Linked DNA regions of Mus musculus: all the other regions are linked to region 2. Evidence: chromatin contacts called from public Hi-C and promoter capture Hi-C data. All regions are on one chromosome and are shown on one strand. The core of a region is the stretch at or near the end of the contact, and the rest is flanking DNA. Distances in the headings are between cores, read along the strand shown. Region 1 holds the start of Arpin (actin-related protein 2/3 complex inhibitor). Region 2 holds the start of Polg (polymerase (DNA directed), gamma). Region 3 holds the start of Mesp1 (mesoderm posterior 1).

Region 1 (4,120 bases), core at 1,428-3,927, 470 kb after region 2:
CACTAAAGAATGTTACTAATAAGCCAAAAAGTTCAGGCTGAATCATTTGTCCTCTGTTATCTCAATGTTCTGAAATTCCCCTGTTCACCACCTGTCCACCACCCTCTCACCTCACTCAGGACCAATCAGCTTAAAGGCTGACTGATAATAGTTTGTCATGTTAGCCAAAAATGTTGTACCATGCCGGGCAGTGGTGGCGCACACCTTTAATCCCAGCACTCGGGAGACAGAGGCAGGCGAATTTCTGAGTTCGAGACCAGCCTGGTCTACAAAGTGAGTTCCAGGACAGCCAGGGCTACACAGAGAAACCCTGTCTAAAAAAAAAAAAAAAAAAATGTTGTACCACTTCACTGCTTGCCTTCAAACTTTTGTTTGTTTGTTTGTTTGTTTGTTTGTTTGTTTTTCGAGACAGGGTTTCTAGACTGTGTAGTCCTGGCTGTCCTGGAACTCACTCTGTAGACCAGGATGACCTCAAACTCAAAAATCCTCCTGCCTCTGCCTCCTGAGTGCTGGGATTAAAGGCATGCGCCACCACTGCCCGGCTTGCCTTAAAACTTTTGAACCTGTTTTTTCCTATAAAAAGCCTGCCCTGAGGACAGACTGGTAGGTTTTTCCTTCCTGTGGACCTGGACGTCCAGTATTATGATGGGTGTTCAATAAACTGTTCTTGCTTAACTAAGGTTGGTGTATGTATGGTTTGAGTGGTAATTCCCAGACCCCAACCTGAGCAAGTGTCTTTGGTACAATAAATCAGGTTTCCTTTTTCATTCCCCCCCCCCTTTTTTTAAGATTTATTTATTTATTATATATAAGTACACTGTTGCTGTCTTCAGACATTCCAGAAGAGGGCATCAGATCTCATCACAGGTGGTTGTGAGCCACCATATGGTTGCTGGGATTTGAACTCAGGACCTTCAGAAGAGCAGTCAGTGCTCTTAACTGCTGAGCCATCTCTCCAGCGCCCCTCTCCCCCTTTTTTTAAAGACAAGATTTCCCTATGTATCTCTAGCTGTCCTGGAACTCACTAAGTAAACCAAACTGCTTTGAACTCAGAGACCAACCTGCCTCTGCCTTCCAAGTACTGGGATTAAGGTTGTGAGCCACCACACCTGGGTGCTTTTATTATTTTTTATTTATGTGGAAGTATGTGTGACTGTGTGAGTATAAGCATGTATACTGGTGTGTACTGGTGCCTGTGGAGTCCAGAGAAGGAACCAAATCCCCAACAGCTGGACTTACAAGCAGTTTTGAGTCCCCTGCTGCGGGTGCCAAGAATGGAACCCAGGTCCTCTGGTGAGACGTGGCTTTGCCCACTTTAAAGAACCTCCATGCTCCTGTTCCCATTCATACCTACATGGTCATCAAGGAGATGGCTATTGTCACCAGACAGCTGGAAATTAGAGACTCTGAGATGTGGGAATTAGCCCAAAATCACGGCATCCCACACAGAGTGGAACCAGAACCAGAACTGGCTCCTTATCATTCTATAAAAGGGGAACCTGGGACCTGGGGACCTGGGGACTTTCCACTTTGAAACCATTAACCTGGGGAAAAGGGTGGGTCTAAGAAGACAGACTGTGGAAGAGGGCTGGGTCAGGATTCCTTGCCTCTAATTACTCTTAAATTATTTCCAAAAATATTTAACTGACAAAGACAGGTTATATCGAAGGCATTTATCAAGAAAACTTGATATGTACACATTGCATAATGACTCACACCACCAAATTTATGTATACATTATATCCTCAGAACTTATTCCCCCTTTGACTGAACCTGCTCCACTGGAGACCTTATGAGTTGGACTTTAGATTCCACTTCCTAGATGACGCGATATTTTGGTTTTCTGGGCCTGGCTTCTTTCATGTAGAATAATTCTTGTTGTTTCTGACTGTAAATGAAATTGTCCATCCTGCTTATTACCCTCCGGATATTCCCACCCTCCCTCTATTGTTCCTGCCACACCACAAACTGGTCACCAGTGATGCAGTGTGACAGATGGCTAGAGTTTAGAGCCCTGGTGTGGGGAAAAGACGGAGGTCAGTGGGAACCCCAGCACCGCCTCTGTAGTTCCATTTGGGAGTCTGGGCATCCCTCCAGTGGATATTCTTGCAGGCGGGAATTTCAAGTTTATCTGTCTTCCCAGCGTGTGTTGGCCAGGGACCTTGGGAAGAGCCAGCTGGATGCCTGGGGTGGTTTTGGCAACCCCAGTTTCTCTCCCCAGTGTCCCCTACACCCCCAACCCCCATCAATCTTTGAGCAGGACTCAGATCTTGAGTTCGACAGAGGCCTCAGGGATGCTCCAGGGAGCCCAGGCCCCAGGGATGCTCCCAGGCCACTACGGCTGGCCATAGTAGGGGCCAGGGCCCCGACTCAGCCAATCCTGGCAGTTCCCTTGCCCAGTCCACATCTGGCTAACAATGTGGGAAGGGGAGGGAAGCACAGCCCACCTCTGGCCAGTAGCGGAGTCCCTGGCCCGGTGGACAGAGTACAACCCACCCCTGGTCAGCCGCGGAAGAAAGTGCAACCCATCTCTGGCCAGCAACCGGATGGACAGAGCACATCCTACCCTTGGTGGGTGGCAGGGTCCCAGGTTCCCGGCAGGCGCGCGCTCTGCACGGCCTTGTTGCGGAGGGCGCTATCCTGGTAGATGCGGCTCATTTTCCCCACGCCGAGGCCCTGTGGCTCCAGGAAGCAACCGGCGCGTAGGGCGGGGCACCTCGGGGACAGGAGCTTGGAGGTCGCTGCAGCACCAGCTTCCCGGGTTAACAGATCCGGGAAGCTAGTCCGAGGCGTTCCCAGTTGGGACTTAAAGGGGCCGAGCCTCATTCCTGACAGCCAGACCTCGTGCAGTAACAGGGGGCTTTTGGAATGACCACTGTCCTTCATGTCCTTATAGACTAAGACAGAAAGATCGAGAGTTCGGTCCCCATCTGTACTATACAGAGATTCTGTCTCAAAACACATCAATATACAAAAAAGCGGCCTTGAAGCTTAGGAAAGTAGATCTTTCTTGGGATCTGTTCTGGTAGGACATTTTCTCAGGGAGCAGGAAGGGAGAAGACGGGACAGCAACGAGGAACCACAGAGCGGTCTCCATGGACTCTGCCCTTTTGGACCTCCCCGTGGTTCCGCAATGGCTTAGGGGAGTTCCCAGAATGTGTGACGGAGTAGGGATAGGTCAGATCTGCAGCAAGGGAAACCTCAATCTCTGCAATCCCAGCAAGTTCCTCAACCTTTAATGAGCCTACGCTTCTTGCTCAGCAAAAATAGAAAGAAACGTGTCTAATGGTTTGTAAAGATAGAACTCTCCCTCTCCTAGTCTCGTGGACATAGCATTCATTACTTTGTCTCACACTTCTCAAGGATTCGGATGGATCGATCGCTTCTCTAGCCCCACAGTGCCCTTTGCTCCAGAGTGTCTGCAAGCCTTTTATTCTCAGCCTGCACCCGGGAATCTCCTCCGACCCGGAAATCATTGGGAAATCGTCTTGTTTTATTGGCTCCTTTGTGCCAAATTCTGGCGCAGGTGGCCACATTCTGTTGTGCCAGGTGTGCCCCTGCCTCAGCCACAATGAAGATACCCGAGAGTCCAGGGTGAGTTGTTAGCTTTGGAAGGAGCTCTCTCTCCCACATAGTATCACCACAGAATGGTCTCAGACACTTTATTTTTAAGGGTCCTTCCTCTTTTAACAAAATATAAATATTTTTAAGACATTATTTTATGTATCTCAGGCTGGCTTTGAACTCGCTATGTAGCCAAGGATAACTTCAAACCCCTTTCTCCTTACAATACTTCCCCAAGAACCAGGATTACAGGTGTGGGCCACCCACTGCACCTGGATTATTTGGTACTGGGGGTTCAATCCAGGACTTTATGAACGTTAGGCAAACAGTCTTCTCAAGCCACATCCTCAGCTCCAAAAATATAGTTTTGTGGATCCCTAAAAATGTAACAGACCCTAGACAGGATGTCTGTGACTAGTCAACCCCAGCCTATGTTGGACCTGTCAGGCAGCTCTGTAATTCCCAGAAAGAAGGACAACAATCCTCTGGGGAGGACTGTCCTCTGTGTCCTCTGGCAAGTCCTAGGCTCATAGGCACCTGACTCCTCTGCCTCCTT
Region 2 (4,531 bases), core at 247-2,746:
CAATTGGGCCTCCAATAACGAGGCGGCCGCCTCCAAGTAAGGCAGGCTCTGCTTCTGGGCCAGGAGGCGGAAGTGCTGGTCCAGGTTGCCCCCGAAGAGCCGGGGCAGGCGCAGCTCCACGTCTGGCAAGGGCGTGGCCGGCTGCCCCCAGAGCCCGTGCTTCTGCAGGTGCTCTACGCTGCGCTGCACCGCGGCCTCGTCGGGCATTTCCCCGCCGCACCCGAAGATCTGCTCGTGCAGGCCTCTCGACAACATCTGGATGAGCAGAGGGTTGAGCCGCAGCTGCCCATTCTCGGAGGAGGGCATTTGCGACGGCGGCCGCCCGTCGCTGGGGACGGGGTCGAGGACGGAGCTGGAGACCCAGCGCGCGGTTGCTGGTACTGGCCCTGAGGCGACCTTGGCGCCAGCCACCTTCTTCCAGAGCAGGCGGCTCATGGTTGGTGCAGGGAGCCCCCCGCTGTGAGTCGGGGCACCGGGCTTTGGGCTCCAGCTTGACTGCTTTTAGTGGCCGAAAGACTCAGAGAGAGACGCGTCCCCTCTCTGTGCTCCTGTCAGTGAAATAGGTCTCACCATGCCTGCCTTCCTCACACAAGTCCTAAAGGAGACAGACGATAAAAGTGTTATTACAAGTGTCACGGACTTGAACAAACCGCTTATCCCGCAACAAACATCTGCTGCGTGCCAAACAAGCATTTTCTCCACTTGATCTTAGCCAAAAGGCCAGAGCGGAGTAGGGACATTTTTCTGTTACGCCTCCAACAACCTTAAGAAATGGCACTGCCCCCTCCCGAGGACAGGGCCACACCGGCTCGGCAGTTAACTTGGGAGAAGCCGCTGGAGATGCTGAAATGGGGAGACGCAGACAGACCAGGGTTCTGGCTCTCCAACTGCGTGACCTTGGCCCAGCTCCTTAGGCCCCGACCTCCTCCTCTGTAAAATGGGGTTAAGAACTCTAGAGCCACGGGCCACTGCTGTAAGAGTGGCAGAGGGCGCGCTCGTCGAGTGGCCCTAACCCCAGTAGGCGCTCGGCAGACAGCAGTTGCCAGTCCCACCCCGCCGGCGGCCCGAGGGCCTAGCGCCCCAACTTCGAAACCCGCCGAACGAGCCACAGCCTCGGGGTCCGCACCCACACCCGGGCGGGCCTAGGGCGCCCTGGTCGGGGCGTCGGCGGCCACCCCCGCACGCCGGGACACAGGGTCCCCGCCGCAGCCGCCGCCCTGCTCCCGGCCCGGCTTCCCGAGTGGAGAGGGAGCAGCCGCGCCCGGCCCTCCCCCTGCCGAGCCCGCCGGAAACCTCGGTCCGCTTCGCGCTTCCCGTTCTGCGGCAGCCCACAGCCCCGGCGACGACGCGGCGTCCGCGGCGCGCGGCCCACGCAGCCTCAGGGTGGCGTGCGGTCTCGGGAGCAGCCGCAACTTCCCGTCTGCGCGAACTGGGTCCCGCGGCTACCCAGAGGCAGGCGGGAGACTCCCCCGAGCGTCCAATAAGAGCGCCGCCAATGGAGCCGCCCGCCCGCGGGGGTGCAGAGGGACTTCCGGGTGAGGTCCTCCGCTACTTCCCTCCCCACGGAAAAGATAGACCAGTCTGACGCGAGCCTGAAGGCGGCTACACGCTTTAAGCTAAGTAAAGGCACCTTCTCGCTGGCGGCCGCGTGGCCTAATGGATAAGGCGTCTGACTTCGGATCAGAAGATTGCAGGTTCGAGTCCTGCCGCGGTCGACTTGTATGTTGTTTTTATCTGTCAGTTTGTTAATCCCAAGATTCCCTTTGGAAATAAAGCGAAATTGACCGTAGTGGTTATGACCAACTTCTAGTCTAAACTTAATTCTTGGAACTCAAGGATCTGAGCAAACAACTGTCAGGGTGACACATTGCTTAAACGGTGACAGCGGTCGAGAGCCTTGTCCCGGATGGAGAGTGGAGCAAACGGAGCACGTGCCGTCCGAAGTCTAGATTTGTCACCTATGGACCGCAAAGGCTAAGCCTCGATGGAGTCTCCTCCCTCCTATCCCGGACAATGATGCTGGGGGTTGATGCTGTTGAGTCCGATTGGTCGCGCCCACCGGGCACAGCTGAAGCACGTCCCGCTTCAGAGATCTGTCAATCTCTGGGTCCACCTCCCGTTGCTCCGGTTGTTTCTGCTCCCAGCTCTCCGTAGAGGGTCAGCTGCAAAGGGTCAGGCGAATATGGCCTGGGTGAATAACTGGGACCCAGGGATTCAAGTCGAGAGTCCCGTACGAGGAAAGAAAAGATCAGGATTGCTTCAGGCAGACTAGGGGGCACAAGCAGCTGATTAGGGAAAAAATTCGGACCGCGCTGAACGGCAGCCCCCACTTCCAACCAGCGAGACCACCCGGACGCTGAGAACTGTGTACAGGAGAGAGGGTCTTTGACTTTTTTCAGGAGTCGCTCCTCTATCCGCTTTTCCTGTCACTAGCAGCGGCAGGGACTCATACAGAACCCTTCTCCTTTCTCCTTTTCTTAGTTTCTTCCCCCTCTTTTGTCTGTCTGTCTGTCGGCCTGTTTGCTTGTTTGTTTGTTTTTAACGATGAGGTCTCACATTGTAACTTAGAACTTACGCGGTAGCCCTGGCTGCCCTCCCGCCTCAGTGCTTGAACTACAAATATCCACAATCTAGCTCTCCAGCTGAGACATTCTTATACATTTTTCTAGATGTACTTAATAGACATAAAGTGATTTTTGTTTGTTTGATTGGTTGGTTATCAGTTTTATATATATACACACACAAACCAGAGTCAACTAGATAAGAGATTCCTTATTTTGTGATTCTTCTTGCTTTTACATAACTTTGCTCAGTTTATTTTGCTATAAGGTGAAAAAGGAGAGGCTCTTAACTCAGGAAGCCTCCGAGCAGGAAAAACAATTTCATTTTTATTTCATAGTCTCCTACTGAAATTCAGTGTTCTCTTCATCTGTGAGCCTAGGCAAGCTGCCACGTGGCGCTAGCCATACCCGTGCCTTGTTCTCAACGGTGTTATACTCGCTGTAAATTTTTCAAAACTTTGATTGCAGCCATTGGAGTTTCAAAGAGCGGTAGCTGCGAGGAAGAGCCTAGAAACTGCGATTTAATGGACTAACAAACCCCGCATCATCAGGAAGCAGTGATGCACATCTTCAACCCCAGAACGCTGTGTTGGAGCCCTCCCCTGGGCTGTGGGAATAGCTCAGTGGGGGGAAGAGCATGGCTTGCAAGAGCGAGCACCTACCTGAAGCCGTGAAGGGAGGGAATACGTGAGGGGGGGGGTACGCGGGGGGGGGGGGGGCTGCCACACCCAGAGACTCACAGATCACCCGATCTAATCAGCAAAATCTGGGTCCCCATGAGAGGCCTGGTTTCAGAAGGCAAGATAAACAAGTCCTGAGAAACAAACATCCAAGGCTGACCTCTGGTCTCCACATACACATGCCTGTGTTAAATTGACATCTGACCCACAAAGAAACAAATACCCTATTAACTGATCTTCCCCCACCCCACCTCCAGCATGCCTCAAATAATCTCTGTCTCCTGTCTCTGGCTCCTGCTGAGTGTGTCTGTTTTGGGGGTGGGGGTTGCCTGAGGAGTTTTATATTTGTTTATTTTTGAGGCCAGGTCTCACTATGCAGCCCTGGCTGGCCTGGAGCTCATTATGTAGACCAGGTCCACTCTCACACAGAGAAATCTTCCTGCTAGGATCTTTGAGCCTCTGTAAAACCCATAACAGGGCCAAACTCCTGGAGTTATTAAAGATGACATGGTTACATGGTATAGTGTTGTAGGTGTGTGTTCAGCCTCGTTCCTTTGGAAGTTAGTGAGTCCACCAACTAGTTCTCTCTCAACTTTGAATTTCCGATCCTCCTGCCTCTACCTCCAGAGTGCTCAGATCACAGGCTGCACCACTCTACACCTGCTTTATGAAGATGAAACCCAGAGCTTGCTGTGTGCTAGGCCAACACTCTACCAACAGAGCCACATCCCACAGCCCTACGGACTAATTGGAGAGGCCAGCAGAGTTACTTAAATGGCTCAGGAAACCACAGGAGCCACTATGGCCACCAGGAAGTTAGCAAATGTGAGGGATGCAGGAAGAGCAGACGGAGACATTTGGTCTCCTTGGCCAGTGGAGTCACCCAAAGCCTGCCTGGTGACCTACCCAGTACTAGATTGTACTGGGGAGCAGAGCTGATGATTTCGGGGTTCGCCACTAAGCACTGCACAGTGAAGCAGTGAGGTACCCTTTTCTCTGGGTTCAAGTATCAGATAGGTTCTCTCACTGAAGAGTGTGCCAATCAGTTAGGCTGGCTGGCCAATATCCCGAGTTCAGATGGACAACGAGCAACCCCAATGCCTGGTGTGCTATGTGACTGCTGTGTCTTCCAGCTGTCCGCTCTAGGGCAAGCAGCCCTACCTCCCTATCACTCTTATCTCCCCATTAATGAAAGAGGATAACAGTTCCGTTGTCGCTTCAGCAGGCACGGAGAGATAACAGGGGACAGACAATAGCCTTAGAACAGGCGCCAGCAAGCCGGTGGTCAGC
Region 3 (4,477 bases), core at 669-3,168, 330 kb after region 2:
CAGGGAGATGGTGCCCTGGTGTGGGGACGGTGTCCCAGATGTGGCTCAGCTGCCCAGAAGAGCAGACACGCCGTTCTGCTCCCTCCCACCGCTGAGCATGGCAATGCCCAAGCCTTACATGGCTCAGAGTCTTGTCCTTTATGTGTCTGTGAAATATATGCAAAGGTAACCAAGGTACAAAAACACTAAAGGAGTTGTGTTTTCTGGTTTTATCCAGTCCCTCCCTACATTTAAAAAAGAGGAACTACTTCCTGTCACCTTCTCTCAGGAAGCTCCCCACTCCGTTTCACCCTACCCCACCCTTTCAGACTGACCCATGCAGCATAGATGTTGACCAGGAAGGAGGGTAGAAGGCCTTTGTGTTTCCAGGCTGGAGATTACAAGACTCCTCCTCCACAATCCCATGTCAGCTTTCCCTGACACATAGCAGAACTTCCAGCAGGGTATGGGAGCATGGGGCAATGGGGGCTCGTGCCACCATGAGTTTGGGCCAGCCTGGGCCGTACAGTGTGAGGTTCCCCCTCCCACACACCCCCAAATAAGGAAGAAAGAAAAATAAACCCTCCAAATGACACTAGCACAATCGGTTTATTCACAAATAAATAAATACACACCAGGCAAAGCTTGTGCCTGCTTCATCTTTAGAGCGTGTACCCTATTGGGCGCCTCCTTCCAAGGAGGGTTGGAATGGTACAGTCTGGATGAGGGCCAGCTCCCACCCCGGGATGCCCATGTTGGTATCACTGCCGCCTCTTCCAGGATCTACTCCCTCCGAAGGTGCCAAGACCAAAGGAAAAGTGTCTGTGCTCAGACAGGGTGACAATCATCCGTTGCATTGTCCCCTCCACTCTTCAGGCAGGCGGCCACTCCTGCGGCGGCGTCCAGGTTTCTAGAAGAGCCAGCATGTCGCTGCTGAAGAGCTGCAGGAAGAGTGAACAGCGCCACAATCAACACCTGCCCCAGGGTCAGGTCCGCGCTCATCCGCTCCACGCTCAAGGTTAAGCGAGCAAGCAAAGCGTCCTTAATCCCTGCCTGTCCAACTCCCACCCTGTTCGGACACCCAGGGCACACGGGGATGCGCCCAAGGGAGATCCTGAGTGCAGCAGAGAGGCTGGTCCGCGACGTGGGGCTGTGCGTCGCGCACCAACAGTAGGGGGCGCCACCTCGACAGTGTGGGGGAAGGGGTTACTAACCGGAGATGAGGGACTGGGCTCCATTTCCTGCCTTTCCTGGGATGCTGTTTCTGCGTACAGGAACGATGGGTCCCACGATTCTGCGGCGACTCGGGGTCTAGGGTAGGCAGGCGGGGATCCCCACGACACCCCGCTGCAGACGGCCGGGCTTAAACGGGGACCGAGCGACTGCGACTGCGCCAGGTCGCTGTCGGGGCACAGCGGGCAGCCTCGAGGTGACACCGCGTGCCGCTGTCGCCGGAGGTTGTCCTCGCTGAGTCCCAGCACAGCCGACAGGTGGCCAATGTAGCGGATGGCCAGGCGCAGCGTCTCGATCTTGGTCAGGTTCTGGCCGGTTGGTGCCACGGATGGCGGCAAGAAGCGGCGCAGCTCGTGCAGCGCGCGGGCGAGTGTGCGCATACGTAGCTTCTCCCGCTCGCTGGCGCTCTGCCGCTGTCCGCTACCCAGGCGGCTACCGTGCGTCCCGCGCCTACCCGGGGTCCCAGCACGCCGGGCCGGGCGGGCGCAGGGTGGTGCAGGGCTGCTGGCCTGGGCACCGTCCCACGGGTCCGAGGACCAGGCTGGGGAGCAGACGCTGTTCCCATCGGAAGGCATCGGTGGCTGCCGACCAGCGGGACTCAGGATCCAGGACTCGGAGCGCGGCTCGCACAGGGGCTGGGCCATGGCAGCGGAGGCCTGACCATTGGGTCCGCTGTAGCTTTATCCTGAGCCCTAGGTGTGAAGCGGGCCCCTTCCAGAATTCATCAGCATATCAAAGCCGGCTCGAGCCAGGAGGGGGGCAGGGCCTGAACCCTTTGAACCATAGCAGGGGCTCTGAGGTGCAGGACCCCTTAGTCCAGTCTGCTCCACCTGGACCATATTTGGGGCCTCAGTAAGTCAGGCACCTATGGCCAGGACTGCCAGTTGAAAGAACCATGCTCAGAGAACTGAAGTCTAGCTCCTAGGCTTAGGGTACACCTTCATTTATTAGGGACCCTACGCCATTTTTTTCCATCACTTTAATTTACAAATTGTATAACAAGAGACTTCGGGATTGCATTGGCCAACTGTGGACTAGGGACCTCTAGACACGGAGAGAACTCTAGTTCAGTCCTTCCCAGAGGCTTGGATGTGGCCTGTAGTCCTCCCTGATGTCCAGGCTATGGGAGGCACATTGAAGAAACCATCCCGACCGACCTGTGAGGTTGCTGGGGTGTCCGGGCAGGGGGAGAGGTGAGCCTGCCTCCCCACACTACAAGTCACTTCTAGTCTTGGCAAGATGGGGAGCTTGGTCCCCTTCCCAGCCCTCCCATGACTGGAGCTCTGCTGCTTTGGTCAGCTACAGTGAGTAAAAAGTCCTTTGACAAAACTCAACTCCTTGAGCTGGTGGCACACTTGGGAGGTGAAGGCAGGAGGGTCAGGAGTTCAAGGCCAGGCCTAGCTGTATATGGCCCAGGTTAACATGGGCTACATAAGATCCTGTGTTGGAAAAAACAAAACAAAACAAAACAAAACCCAAAAACCCTGAAAAGCAGAAACCTTCATCTGTCCCAATGGCAGTTTTATAATCTATTTCATAGGATGCTACCTGTTAGGTTCATAGGCTGCCTTTTATTTTTTAAAGATGTGTGTGTGTGTGTGTGTGTGTGTGTGTGTGTGTGTGTGTGTGTGCTGGTGCCCCCACACAGGCCAGAGGTGTCACGTTCCTTAGGATCGGGCCTTGCAGGCAATTGTAAGCTGCCTGAGGTGGCTTCTGGGAACAGAACCTTGGGTTCTTCAAGAGCAACATGTGCTCTTCTTAACTGCTGAGCCGTCTCTCCAGTGTTCTTCCTCCCACATCTTGAAACATGGTCTCATGTAGCCCAGGCTAGCCTCAAACTTACTCTAACCCAGCTGGCCTTTAGCTCCTGATCCTGCTGCCTCAGCTTACTGCAGTTGTGAGCCTGGCTGTTGAGGATGCCTGCTCTTACCATACCTGTTCAGTGTTGTACTGAATGAAGGGACTAGGTTGGAAAAATAAAGAGAAATAAATACAAATTGAGAGATTAAAGCAAACCTGTCCCCACTTATATGTGACATGCTTATTAATAAAGTCTCCAGAAGTTGGGCATACACGCACATGCCTGTAATTCCAACATTTGGAAAATGAAGGCAAGAGGAGTTTGGGCCAGTCTTGGCTGCAAAGTGAATTTGAAGCCATCCTATGCTACTGGACTGTCTCACCTATTAGAGGGCTGGTGGTGTGGTTCAGTCGGTAGAGTGCTTGCCTAGCCTGCCGGAAGCCCTAGGTCTTATTCCAACACTGCATAACCACGTGTAGCACTGGCTTGTAACCCCAGCACTGGAGAGATGAAGATAGGAGGACCAGAAGTTCAAGTTCAAGATCACCTCTGGCCTAGAGTTATGGCTCAGTAGTTAAGAACACTGGCTACTCAGCTAGGTATGTTGGAGCACACCTTTGATCCCAGCACTGGGGAGGCAGAGGCAGGCAGATCTATGAGTTTGAGGCCAGCCTAGTCTAGAGGTGAGTTTCAGGACAACCAGGGCTATACAGAGAAACCCTGTCTTGAAAACAAACAAACAAACAACAATAACAAAACAAACAAACAAACGAAGGAAGTACTGGCCGCTCTTCCTCGAGACCCAGGTTTGACTGATTCCCAGCATCCACACGGTGGCTCATAGCTGTCTATAACGACATTTCTAGGGATTGTACTCTTCTGGCCTCTATGTACTACACAAGCATACAGAGCACAAACATATATGGAGGCAAAGCCCTAGTACACACAGAAAATTGAAAAAATATTCTCAACTGCAGAGTGAGTTTCAGGCACATCTCAAAAACAAACCCTTGAGCCTGACAGAACAGATCTGGGATCAGCTGTTTGAGGAGCTGAGGCAGGAGAGCCACAACGTCCTGGGCTACCGAGTAAGTTCAAGGCCAGCATGGATAACTTAGTGACTCCCCGTCTCAAAATAATAATAGGGCTGATGGAGCACTCGCTTGGCGTACAGCAGACGAAGGATGGGAGAACTCCTTGGGCATTGCTTCATACCCTTGACCTAGTGCGGACATCACACCTGCTGTCTCTTCTCCAGCTAGGCCACCAGGTTCCTGGTGTCTGGTATTACATCTGAACCTCTTTCTTCCTCTGGAGGAGGGCACTCAGATCTCCCAGTGCCCTGAATGTTTGCACCCCAATGTCTTCCAGATGGGTGATGGTTTCTGGTGGTGGAGACTCAATGGATTGGTACCTGATTCTCTGGGCATCTCTGCCCACTACCATGCCTTTGTTCTTTGTTCT

Evidence for each region. Promoter capture Hi-C pulls out the DNA fragments that hold promoters and counts their contacts. Hi-C and Micro-C count contacts between places; a contact is called where the count stands out from the background.
Region 1: a contact with region 2 is called in a Hi-C map of uterus, with 6 times the contacts expected there. The contact joins the promoter of Arpin here to the promoter of Polg in region 2. A contact is called at or near these places in 2 of 484 Hi-C or Micro-C datasets (forebrain and uterus).
Region 3: a contact with region 2 is called in a promoter capture Hi-C map of neural stem cells. The contact joins the promoter of Mesp1 here to the promoter of Polg in region 2. A contact is called at or near these places in 1 of 39 promoter capture datasets (neural stem cells) and 1 of 9 other capture datasets (adipose tissue).

What each region holds. Positions count from the first base shown.
Region 1 is chr7:79,932,587-79,936,706 of GRCm38.p6, forward strand. It overlaps Arpin (actin-related protein 2/3 complex inhibitor), which reads right to left and starts at 2,678. Exons shown (of 6, transcript NM_027420.4): 1 at 2,567-2,678. The coding sequence starts at 2,658. It overlaps Gm31966 (a long non-coding RNA gene), which reads left to right and starts at 2,853. Exons shown (of 3, transcript XR_391645.4): 1 at 2,853-3,594.
Region 2 is chr7:79,464,777-79,469,307 of GRCm38.p6, forward strand. Polg (polymerase (DNA directed), gamma) reads right to left here and starts at 1,497. Exons shown (of 23, transcript NM_017462.3): 1 at 1,294-1,497; 2 at 1-595. The coding sequence starts at 435. It overlaps n-TRtcg5 (a tRNA gene), which reads left to right and starts at 1,643; the gene lies at 1,643-1,715.
Region 3 is chr7:79,791,672-79,796,148 of GRCm38.p6, forward strand. Mesp1 (mesoderm posterior 1) reads right to left here and starts at 1,919. Exons shown (of 2, transcript NM_008588.2): 1 at 1,194-1,919; 2 at 570-920. The coding sequence starts at 1,856. The coding sequence ends at 852.